3 separate regions of the Oryctolagus cuniculus genome follow, and all the other regions are linked to region 1. The links are chromatin contacts, called in public Micro-C maps. All regions are on one chromosome and are shown on one strand. Each heading gives the region's core, a stretch centred on a gene start, on an enhancer-like site or on the middle of the called end of the contact. The rest is flanking DNA. Distances are from core to core; before and after follow the strand shown. Region 1 overlaps NFIA (nuclear factor I A). Region 2 overlaps NFIA (nuclear factor I A). Region 3 overlaps NFIA (nuclear factor I A).

Region 1 (3,249 bases), core at 427-2,926:
AGGAAGCTCCTGGCTCCTGGCTTCGGATTGGCCCAGCTCCGGCAGTTGTGGCCATCTGGGGAGTGAACCAGCAGATGGAAAACCTTTCTCTCTCTCTCTCTCTCTCTCTCCCCCCCGCCTCTCTGTAACTCTACCTTCAAATAAAATAAATAAATCTTTTTAAAAAAGATAAGTATATTTTAGTGCAAAAAATACTTTAAATCCATTGTCTTTCTTGATACATTTTCTGTAAACTTTTTGATAATTCCTTGTGTAGATTGGGGCAGCTGAAGCAGGAAATTTTTTGAAATTTTTTAATATTTAAAATTTGTTTTATTTTATTTGGGAGGCAAGAGAAATAAAGACCCAGAGAGATCATCCATTTGCTGTTTCACTCCCCCAAAGGCCCAAAACATCCAGGACTGGGCCACGTCAATGCCAGAGTCTTAGACTTCAATCCTGGTCTCTCCCATGGGTGGCAGGTATTGAGTCTTTACCTGCTGCTTCTCGGGAAGTACATTAGCAGGAAGCTAGCATCCAACATGGAGTTAGGACTCAAACTCAGACACTCTGACACGAGATGCAGGTGTCCCAAGAGATGTCTCAACTGCTAGGCCAAACACCCCCACCACCCCCAGTAGGAAAAGTTTTACATAGCAAAAACTATATAACAACTATGACTTGTATTCTCTTGCCTTATTTTCTCATTTTTCAAAATGAAGATGTCTATCATATAACATTGCAAAAATCCCACGACAATTAACCATTAAATAGCAACTAACCAATTATGTGTTAGAGTTGCATGGGAAATACTAATAGTGTCATCCCTCCTTGAAAGATGCTATTTGATTCTGAGAGAGACGTTAACAAGTCGTTGCCATCCCTTGTCCCTATCAGATACTCATGCTGCTCTGCGCCCTCTGCCCTTAACTAAGGCCCTCTTCCTTAAACATTAGAAAGGAAGTGGATAACGTCTTACAATTGGAAGCTAAAAATGACTTGCCTATTAGAAATATGTGGAGGCCTCTTAGAAGCTCACAGTTTCCCACCTATATAAGTGACTTGTCCAAGGTCACACAGCTACTCTTGTCAATCAAACATGCTGCACCTTATGAAAACAACCTGAGGGTGACCCCGGACTCTAAGCCCAGCCAGCATCGTCAGGATGGAAACTCTGGCAGCCCAGTAGCAGCCGCCACTTCTTTTGTCCTGGACTTGCCCAGTTCCTGTCCTGACCCCTCCCCAAAAGCCCGTTCTTAGTGCCCTCTGGGCTTTTGCCGATGCCAACAGACCCGGAACTCCGCGCCGACTCAGTCGCTGAAGAATGGCTCTGGACAAAACAGGGCCCTGCTTGGACAGCACCACAATGACTGCAGGTGTCCCTTTCTTTCCCGTGCTATTTGGAACTCGCCTGTAGGTGGCGCCCTGCTTCGCTAAGGGGAACTTGGAGGGCGAGGACAGGGTCACCAGCTGCCTGTCGGCAAGGACGCTTTAAATAGGCCCTCGGCTGGAGGTCAGCGCAGCCACGGCGATGGTGTGGCCGTGCGGCCCCTTCTCGGTCTCCCTTCCTCCGCGTACCCCGACTCTCCTCACCCCTCGGGGCTGGCGAGATCGGGCAGCGGCGGGCCTGCGCCTCCTCCCAGGTGGGGCTTAGGATCGAGATCTTCGAGCTCCCGGGCTAAGCCTGGCGCCGCAGGGCGGTGCTGCGATCCCAGGGCCCCGGGCCTGCCCGTCCCCCGACCCGCGGGCTTCCAGCCCCCGCCTTGCCCGCAGCTGTGGTGGGGGCGGAGGGTTGGGGGGAGAGTGACCCTGTGAGTGCTGGGCGGGGCGGGGCAGCTTTAAAAACTTCTGAAAGGCCTCGTTCAAAGCCTCAAAGGACAGAACTTGGGCCGGAAAGCGGTTTCCACGGAGGGGACCAAAAGGGGGCGGGGGTGCACCTGCAGGGCAGGGAGCGCGCTGCCTGTGCCAGGGGGACCGGATCCCCGAGCGCGCTGCTGTCCCAGCCTCACGCCCGCGCCCCCTCGGGGAAGCCGGCGGCCCCGCCCGGGACTCTAGGCTTTCATCGTCTCCACGGGACAGCCGCCGGGCGGGGTCTCGGCTGCTTTGGCCTGCGCGTTCCCCGCAGGGTCTTCCTTCCCTCCAGCCCCTCCCTAAGAACCCGAGATTTTGCAGCAAAGTTGAATTCCGGGCTTTTAACCCCAACCCACCCGGGTGGGAGACCGCAGAGGACGTGGAGATTTCTGTACACACTTGTCAGTTCCACATCCCGGCTCCCCCCACCTCCTCCGCCACTAGCAATCCTGGGTGGGGGGAGGGAGGAGGAAGAGGGCAGGAGACGGGAGCGGGTGGCGGGGTTGGCGCCGTGGCAGATCCGAGCGTGGCCCCGGCGGCGTCGGGCGTCTCTGCTGTCGCTGTGCGCCGGGGCTGTGCCACCTCGGGGCAGAGGGAAAGGGGCTGCGCGGCCGCCGCCAGCCGGGCCCGCTCTGCGGCAGACGCGGTGCAGAGGCGGCCAAGGGAGACTGGTCCGCGGACGTGACCTAGCGCCGGATCAGGAGGATGCCGTACCCCACGGTCCTTCTACGGCAGCTCTCGACCGAATGCCGAGAAGGAGCCTCTCCTTCAGTCGTTTGCTCAGATCCTTCGAAATGCAGCGCTTTAGCCAGGGAACAGCTGCGTGGGCCTCTCCCCAACACTCCCTGCGGCCTCACTCGGCCAGAGTCGCTGAGCCGGGTCGGTGAGGGCGCGCGGGGAAAGGTACGCGTGGAGGTAAATGAAACTACGTCATTCAGTTAAGGAAGAAAAATAGCTACTGAAACATAAAGTGGTTAAAAGAATAAGCTACCTGAAGTTTGCCATTTGCTTGTAGTCCTTGTCCCGGAGCTGAGAAAGTTAGATACATGAGAGTTAGGGGATCTTTTTTTTTTTTTTTCCAATTAACATTTACACATTTTCTCTGAGTCTTTGAGAGAATTCTTTTAGTGAATTTTAAAAAGCAATAGAAGCTGGCGTTACCGGCAGCAAAGGGACAGGGAACGGATCTCATAGACTTCTGCAGAATTTAGCTACAACATCAGCACTCAAATGTAAAGTGAACTTTTACATAACAATACTAATAGGGTGGTGTTTTTACTGATCGCTTACCTCAGGAGGTAGGCAACTCTGGGAAGGAAAGGGATGAAAGGGAAAATAGAACAATGAAAGTGAAAAGAGAGATGAGCCCCAGGTGAGTCTGAACAGGAATCTTGGTGGGCCTGGTCTCTCCGAGCATCC
Region 2 (3,249 bases), core at 195-2,694, 420 kb after region 1:
GCCTGAAAGGGTTAATTAAGGTTTTTTCACGGGTTATTAAAGACCCCCAACCCCTGCCTTCAGGAGTCATATTGACACCCCACCACAGGGCAGCCTGGCTCCTCTATTGCCGTGTTGCTGGTCCGAGCATAATAGGCGTCTGTGTCTACAAATCATTGCTAAAATCATCTCAAGGAAAAAAAAAAAGTTCGAAAGCTTTAACGTTAGACAAAAGCCCAAGAGTTGCAGTGCGCAGCTCAAAAACCCGGAGTCAGCAACTTCTATTGATTAAAAACTAACCTTTAAAGTAACTCTGAGAGTGTGTGGTTAGCATTTAAATTTAAACATGTCATGAGTTGATTTGTGTTACTGAATACCAACTCAGAAGGAGTAACATTCACATCGCATTTTTTTTTCTAATTCCCTTAAGCAGCTAAAGTATTTCATGAAATGTCAATAGGGCAAAAAGAAAAAGGGGAGGGGGAGCTGATACTGGGCCCTGTCGTTTTCTTTCCCATGCAAATATTCACCCCCCAAAAGAAAAGTGTGGAGAGTGAAACACAATAATTAGTCCTTTGTCTAACTTTCCCAAGTGCCAGAGAAAGACAGATTAATTAAATATACAACAGTGTTGGTTTTTGGAGTGGGGGTCTCGCTTGCTGTGTAGGTCATAAATTAGGCAGAATAAATACTTCAATGTGTTTGCAGTGGGCCTGCTACGTCAGAACCACTGGAAGGTTGGTGGGAGGAGAGCGGAGGGTTTCTTGCTAATGATAGTCACGTCTGGGTCTGTCTGGTTGCTCTTAGCAACCAGACATGATGTAACACCAGGATGAACTTGAACTTGGGGGACTTGAAAAGAGAACAATAGACCAGAGCAATCAATAAAGCCTATTTCAGTGAAGGATTACAGAGCTGCTCTGGGGTAACCTTGTCGGCAAGGCACATACTGAATAGTAAGATGTGTGAAGAAACTTTTTTTTCCCCCTGCTTTGCTGTTTTAAGAGAAGTGCAGAGGCACTGCAGATTTTTGTGGTGCCCCGAGGTCTCTCGTCCAGCAACTGTGGGATGGAAAACTGCTCCCCCTACTGACTCACCAGGTCCCGCGCCTTCGCTGCAAGATCCACAGGACTGTCACATTGCAGAAGTCTGGAATTTCACAACTGACTTAGAGAGTGTGAAAACAGAAATCGTAAGCGTTACCAGCCGCACCCAAAGTGTGACACTGTTTTGTTGAAGAGAGAACGCGGCTGTAACACGGATCAGAGTCAGCTGTCGGGAGAGGCCTCCTCCAGACACCCGTTGGCTTCGGCCTCCCTCTCCTTCCTTTCCCCCTCTTGGTTCTTTTGTCCGGGCAGATTGAGGCCGTGTGTATTTGCCAGGATGATTTCCTTTCAGGACACAACGGGCTTTATTGTGTTCCTCAAAGCATGTGGGCAAAGAATAACGTCGAAAGGTATACAGGATGAGTCGCTTCTCAGTTTAGGCTTCGGTTTTTTTAAACTCCTCTGGAAATCAAAGGTAGCTTGTGTGACCAGGAAATCTTACACCCAGCTCCACATAGCCACTGTTGAGCCATTTATCCCTGGGATCTAACGAGTCCTTACCTTACCTAACAGAATCTCATGGGCAAGGGTGAGCCTTTACCTGGCTGAATCCACCCCAGTCTAACCCTTTCTGATTCTGTCAACTCCAAAGAACTCAGAGCATTGACTTTTGCCAGTAGCTGATGGTTTTTCTGTGACTAAGGATAAATGTAGTGAATTGGTCATGGTATCACTGGAGAAAAGGTGGCAGAAGCCATACCCATTTTTATTTCACTTGAAAACCAACTCTGCTATTTGCTCATAATTGGTCACCTTGGATGGACACCAGCAGATAAAGTGACATAATCACCAGACTGTTACTAAAAGAAAAGCACCTGTAGATTTGTGAAAGGAAAGCTAACTGGTAATGACAATCCCACAGGCACATGGAAAGCTCGAACTAAATGTTGGCTGGACAGAACACTGGCCTTATTTTCTCCCTCAGACATCGTGGTAGTTAATAGGGTAAAATTTTGATGCTGCTTGATTGTTGTATGTCATAGGCGTTTGGCCTAGTGATGAGTCCCTAGGTTAGGATACCCACTTCTCACATCAGACTCCCTGGGTTCAATACCTGGCTCTGGCTCCTGACTCTAACTTCCTGCTGATGCAGACCCTGGGAGGCAGCAGGTGATGCCTCAAGTACTTTGCCTCCTGCCGCCCATGTGGGAGACCTGGATGGAGTTCTTGGCTCCTGGCTTTGATTTCCCCAATCACTGTAGGCATTTGAGGAGTGAACCAGTAGATGGAACTCTCTCTCTCTCTCTCTCTCTCTCTGCCTCTCAAATTTTGGAAAAAGAATTAAAATTTCACTTTAGAAATATTGAGCAGAGTGGACCATCATTTACAGAAATGAAAAACAAGAAAAATGCCACCCATTTTATCTGTACAGTACTTTCCCGACTTTATCTCCACTTGTTTTTTTTTTTTGTTTGTTTTGTTTTGTTTTGTTTTTTTGACAGGCAGAGTGGACAGTGAGAGAGAGAGAGACACAGAGAGAAAGGTCTTCCTTTGCCATTGGTTCACCCTCCAATGGCCACCGCAGCCGGCGCACCGTGGCCAGCACACCACGCTGATCTGAAGCCAGGAGCCAGCTGCTTCTCCTGGTCTCCCATGCGGGTGCAGGGCCGAAGCACTTGGGCCATCCTCCACTGCACTCCCGGGCCACAGCAAGAGCTGGCCTGGAAGAGGGGCAACCGGGACAGAATCCGGCGCCCCAACCGGGACTAGAACCCGGTGTGCCGGCGCCGCTAGGCGGAGGATTAGCCTAGTGAGCCGCGGCGCCGGCCCTCCACTTGTTCTTGAGGTGTGAGTTGGCTCTCTGCTAAAGGAATGTCACAGTCATGTCTGCAGCGCCTGCACCTCAGTTAGGAGGGTAACGTGCAGATCATCAGAGGACCCAGTCAGCCCCACAGGAAACCTCTCCGTTTAGCCACTCTCTGTCCATTCAGCTCTTCTTGGCTAAGAGTGTTCTGTATTCCAGGCATGGGGCTAGGTGCTGAGGATTGCATTATAAGCAGGAAGGTTGACTGTCTTGTCCTCCTGCAACAGCTCCCCACCAGACTACAAAACCTGAATTTATATTGCAAGTGGCCAGAAATACCTCGTTTTGTAAGACATGCTCAGAATGCTAGCATCCCCCAGTGAAAACAATGAATTTTCATTTCACAGCAATAAGATGGGT
Region 3 (3,249 bases), core at 264-2,763, 290 kb after region 1:
GTTCCAGCCCCAGCCAGTCATCCTTAGTCTTCCCTAATTATGACCACATACACAGGTGTGGCCTGGCACTTTCCCGGTGATCAGTAATGATGGCCCCCGCCTGGAAGTTTTCTCTCTGTCCGGATCCTCAGTATTTGATCTTTAAATTCACTAATTTAAATATTTATTTCCACCAGGTTTCCAGTTAGCTCTGTCTTTAGTTTTCCTCCTTTTGAATTTAGTGGAGGGGAGAGGCACTGTTTCAGTCTTTCCTCATGAGAAGTCACAGAAATAACTGTGTCCTGAGTTTGTCCTTGGTAACACTGCTGCTCCAGAGGTGGCGATGGTGGTGCACTGGAGCCGGAGCTGCAGGGGTAGTCTCAGAGTAAGAGGTGAGGGATCAGGCGACCAGGCTACAAGACATAAAATTACACTGATCAGATATGAGGAGCAGCCAGAATCGGGCCACTGCTGGGTCCCCAAGACCGCCTCCATCCTGGCCTCCTGCCCAGCCCCCTTTAATTGTTCCCATCTAAAGCCCACGAAAGGCAAGAGAAGAGAAATCTGTTTCCGCAGCAAAGAAAGTCCTACAGCCTAAAAACTCAGTCTCACTTGGTCCTCCTGCTGCCTCTTCCCCCTGTGTGGGCACCTGGGACAGCCCTGCTCTGTATGTATTACCTGCTTCGGGGGAGGGAGGTGCAGACTGGGCCAGTGTCACAGAGCAGTCTCTGCCTCAGGGGTCGGGCGTGCAAATGTGAACAGTGTGGTTCCTGGTCCAGGAGCTGTGAGGAAGGAGACAGGAACCATCTGTTGAAATGGTTCTCACATGACGCCGCATTCTCAAACAAAGCCTCCTGGAGGCATTTTCACATGGGTCTCTTTCCCTGGAAGTTGCTGCAAACGACCCATTCTGTGGCTGCCGGGTGCCGCTGCCCAGAGAACCCGCTCTCCTCACCCGCTTGTTATTGGTTTTGCACCAGTGTTTTCCTTATGCACCCAGAAAGCTCTCTTGAAAAACCCACTACTCCTGCCCATTTCCTTCTGAAGTGCTGACTGTGTTTGACTTGAAGTCAGTGGAGGGACTCCGAAACCTTCCCTGCTTTGCTGGGGAGGAGGCAAGCCGCAAGCTCGCAGAGCCGGAGGTGGCTCGGGCCGGCGGGCTCTGGTTTTCTAGCCGTGGTTTGTAAGGACAGGCCGGCTGCAAGGGTTAAGTAAACTTTGTGGCTAAGGATGACTTCACGGCCCTGGAATTCTGAAAAGCCAAGATTCTCAGGACACTGTGGCCAGCCTTGGAGTCTTTGGGTGTGAAAAGCACTCTCCATTACCCAGACTGAGTTTTGGTTCCTGTTGCGCTGCTGCAGAATCTATTAAAGTCCAGCAGCCGAATTGTCCTGGCTCTGCCACAAAGCTCCACTGCAGGATTCCGGAGTTGTTTGTCAATGGAGAGTGGGAGTGAATGGAACCAGGCATTTGCCACAGCCTGGCATGAGGTGGCACCCTAGTGGCTGTTTTCTGCCTTAGAAATGTGCACTGTTTCTACATTCTCACACAGGAATCGTCAGCAAGATCCAAACAGCAGTTCAGTTTTAAACGCCTTTTCTTTTTTTAAAGTCTCTGGGTCCCTGATGTGTCTTCAGATACCCGTAGCTGTCCATGTAGATGTTCAGGCCTACTAATGTTTGCTGAGAACTACTGGCAATACTCTAACCTAATCTGATAGAACCACTAAAACAGAACTAACACAGCTGCAAGGCACAGTGAGAAAATGAAACTCTCTGGTAGGAATAAGCCCAAACTTGAAAATACACAGTGTCCTCCCACTCAAGGATAATGAGGAAATGGGTATAAGGATAAGAAATTCCAGACATCCAGTCCTTTGGGATCCCATTTAGATATTTGCACTGTTTCATAGCCTGATTAAAGCATGTTAGATATGAAACTTTCTTTTCTGAACGAGTACCCTGTTGGTTCCCCTCTGTTAAGTAACATGATAGCTATTGTCATTGCATGGAAATGAATTTTAAAAACAGTTTATATTTTTAAGCAAGATCTTGTTTTGAAAGAAACCATTTGGGCTTGAGCATTAAAGGAAGAAAACAAAAAAAAAAGATTATACTAAAAAATAGACTGCAGCCCTAGGATGAACAGTTGCTCTGACCTTGCCTTTTGTTTGCCATTACACAATTCAATGGCAGTCCACTCAAACTATGCTCTCGATCAATATCCTATTAAAGCAGCACAAAAAGTCTCCATAAACTTAGTGGTTAGCTATGTTTATAAATGGAACTCGGCATAATTAGATGGTCAATAGCAGGCCCTACTAGTAATTTTAAAATGAACATCACACGTTTTATATTTGTAGAAGTCAATGGCACCTCTTCTAAAGTGAGGGTATGGTGTGTTGCAGACAAAACAGCGGGTGGCCCTTTAAAACAATCATAGTATGTATCCCCAAAATGCAGTGTTTTTAGAAATCTATTATGTTATAGACTAAAAAATACTGGTTCGTTCTATATACTTTTCATTTTTCCTATCAAAACCACCTTATTCTGAGTATATTATGTCCTTGTATATGTTTTATTTTATAGTTTTAATCAACCCCTCATAGAGAGAATAATAAATAGTGCCACATGCTTAGAAATAAAAAAATATCAGCCTGGCTGGCTTCATTTAGCAGGTTTCCTCTACTATAATTCAATAAATTTTCAAAATAAATATTGAAATTGAATTAGTACAGAAGGATGTTTTGTCATATAATTTTTTTCTTAACATCTTTGGGATGAATATTTGGACAGCAAAGCCGGTAGCAAAAGGAACAGCCTGGCAGGAAGAGACGTTTTCATAAGACTGTCCTTTCTTCTTAATCCCAGCTCAGTCTGGGTGGACAAACATGATTTTTCCTGTCCTACCCTCCGCACCCAGTAGAGAATGAGGCACCTGAGGTGAGAGGTGTCTTCTCTCGCGCGCTGCCTCTGTCCTCAGCTGATGTGGCCCTACAATCTGAAATCCATGCTCCGCTTTCTCACTTTCCAGGAACTTTTTGAAGACCTTTTCTATGTGTGGCCTTCAAAATCCTTTCCACCGAAATAAACCTTTAAAATCCAATTTTCTATGAACTTTCTGAAGTACCTGCCTGTACTTTCTGGTCGATTTGTGCCTTGGCACTTGTGTTAGGAGCCCACTGGACCAGCTGAAATTAGGACTGTGGCAGGAACAAGCCCGCGACATCAGCAGGTTCTTCAGCAGAGGCTGTAAAAGCAGGCCCAGCCC

The links. A called contact is a pair of places that touch in the nucleus more often than the background predicts.
Region 2: a Micro-C map of ear pinna shows a contact between it and region 1, with 6 times the contacts expected there. The contact joins two enhancer-like sites. A contact is called at or near these places in 4 of 6 Hi-C or Micro-C datasets (ear pinna, psoas muscle, skin fibroblasts and 1 more).
Region 3: a contact with region 1 is called in a Micro-C map of ear pinna, with 5 times the contacts expected there. The contact joins two enhancer-like sites. A contact is called at or near these places in 3 of 6 Hi-C or Micro-C datasets (ear pinna, psoas muscle and an unstated tissue).

Annotation. Positions count from the first base shown.
Region 1 is chr7:111,812,913-111,816,161 of mOryCun1.1, reverse strand. The region is part of intron 1 of NFIA (nuclear factor I A); the gene reads left to right. Among named protein-coding and RNA genes, the nearest start is that of NFIA, 180 kb to the left of the region's middle. Within about 2 kb of position 1,676, at least 5 of the 8 cell types and tissues checked have an H3K27ac peak or open chromatin away from gene starts, as enhancers often do. A contact at or near this core is called in ear pinna, where this site is marked.
Region 2 is chr7:111,397,361-111,400,609 of mOryCun1.1, reverse strand. All of the region lies in intron 10 of NFIA (nuclear factor I A), which reads left to right. Among named protein-coding and RNA genes, the nearest start is that of TM2D1, 320 kb to the right of the region's middle. Within about 2 kb of position 1,444, at least 4 of the 8 cell types and tissues checked have an H3K27ac peak or open chromatin away from gene starts, as enhancers often do. A contact at or near this core is called in ear pinna, where this site is marked.
Region 3 is chr7:111,524,690-111,527,938 of mOryCun1.1, reverse strand. All of the region lies in intron 4 of NFIA (nuclear factor I A), which reads left to right. Among named protein-coding and RNA genes, the nearest start is that of TM2D1, 450 kb to the right of the region's middle. Within about 2 kb of position 1,513, at least 3 of the 8 cell types and tissues checked have an H3K27ac peak or open chromatin away from gene starts, as enhancers often do. A contact at or near this core is called in ear pinna, where this site is marked.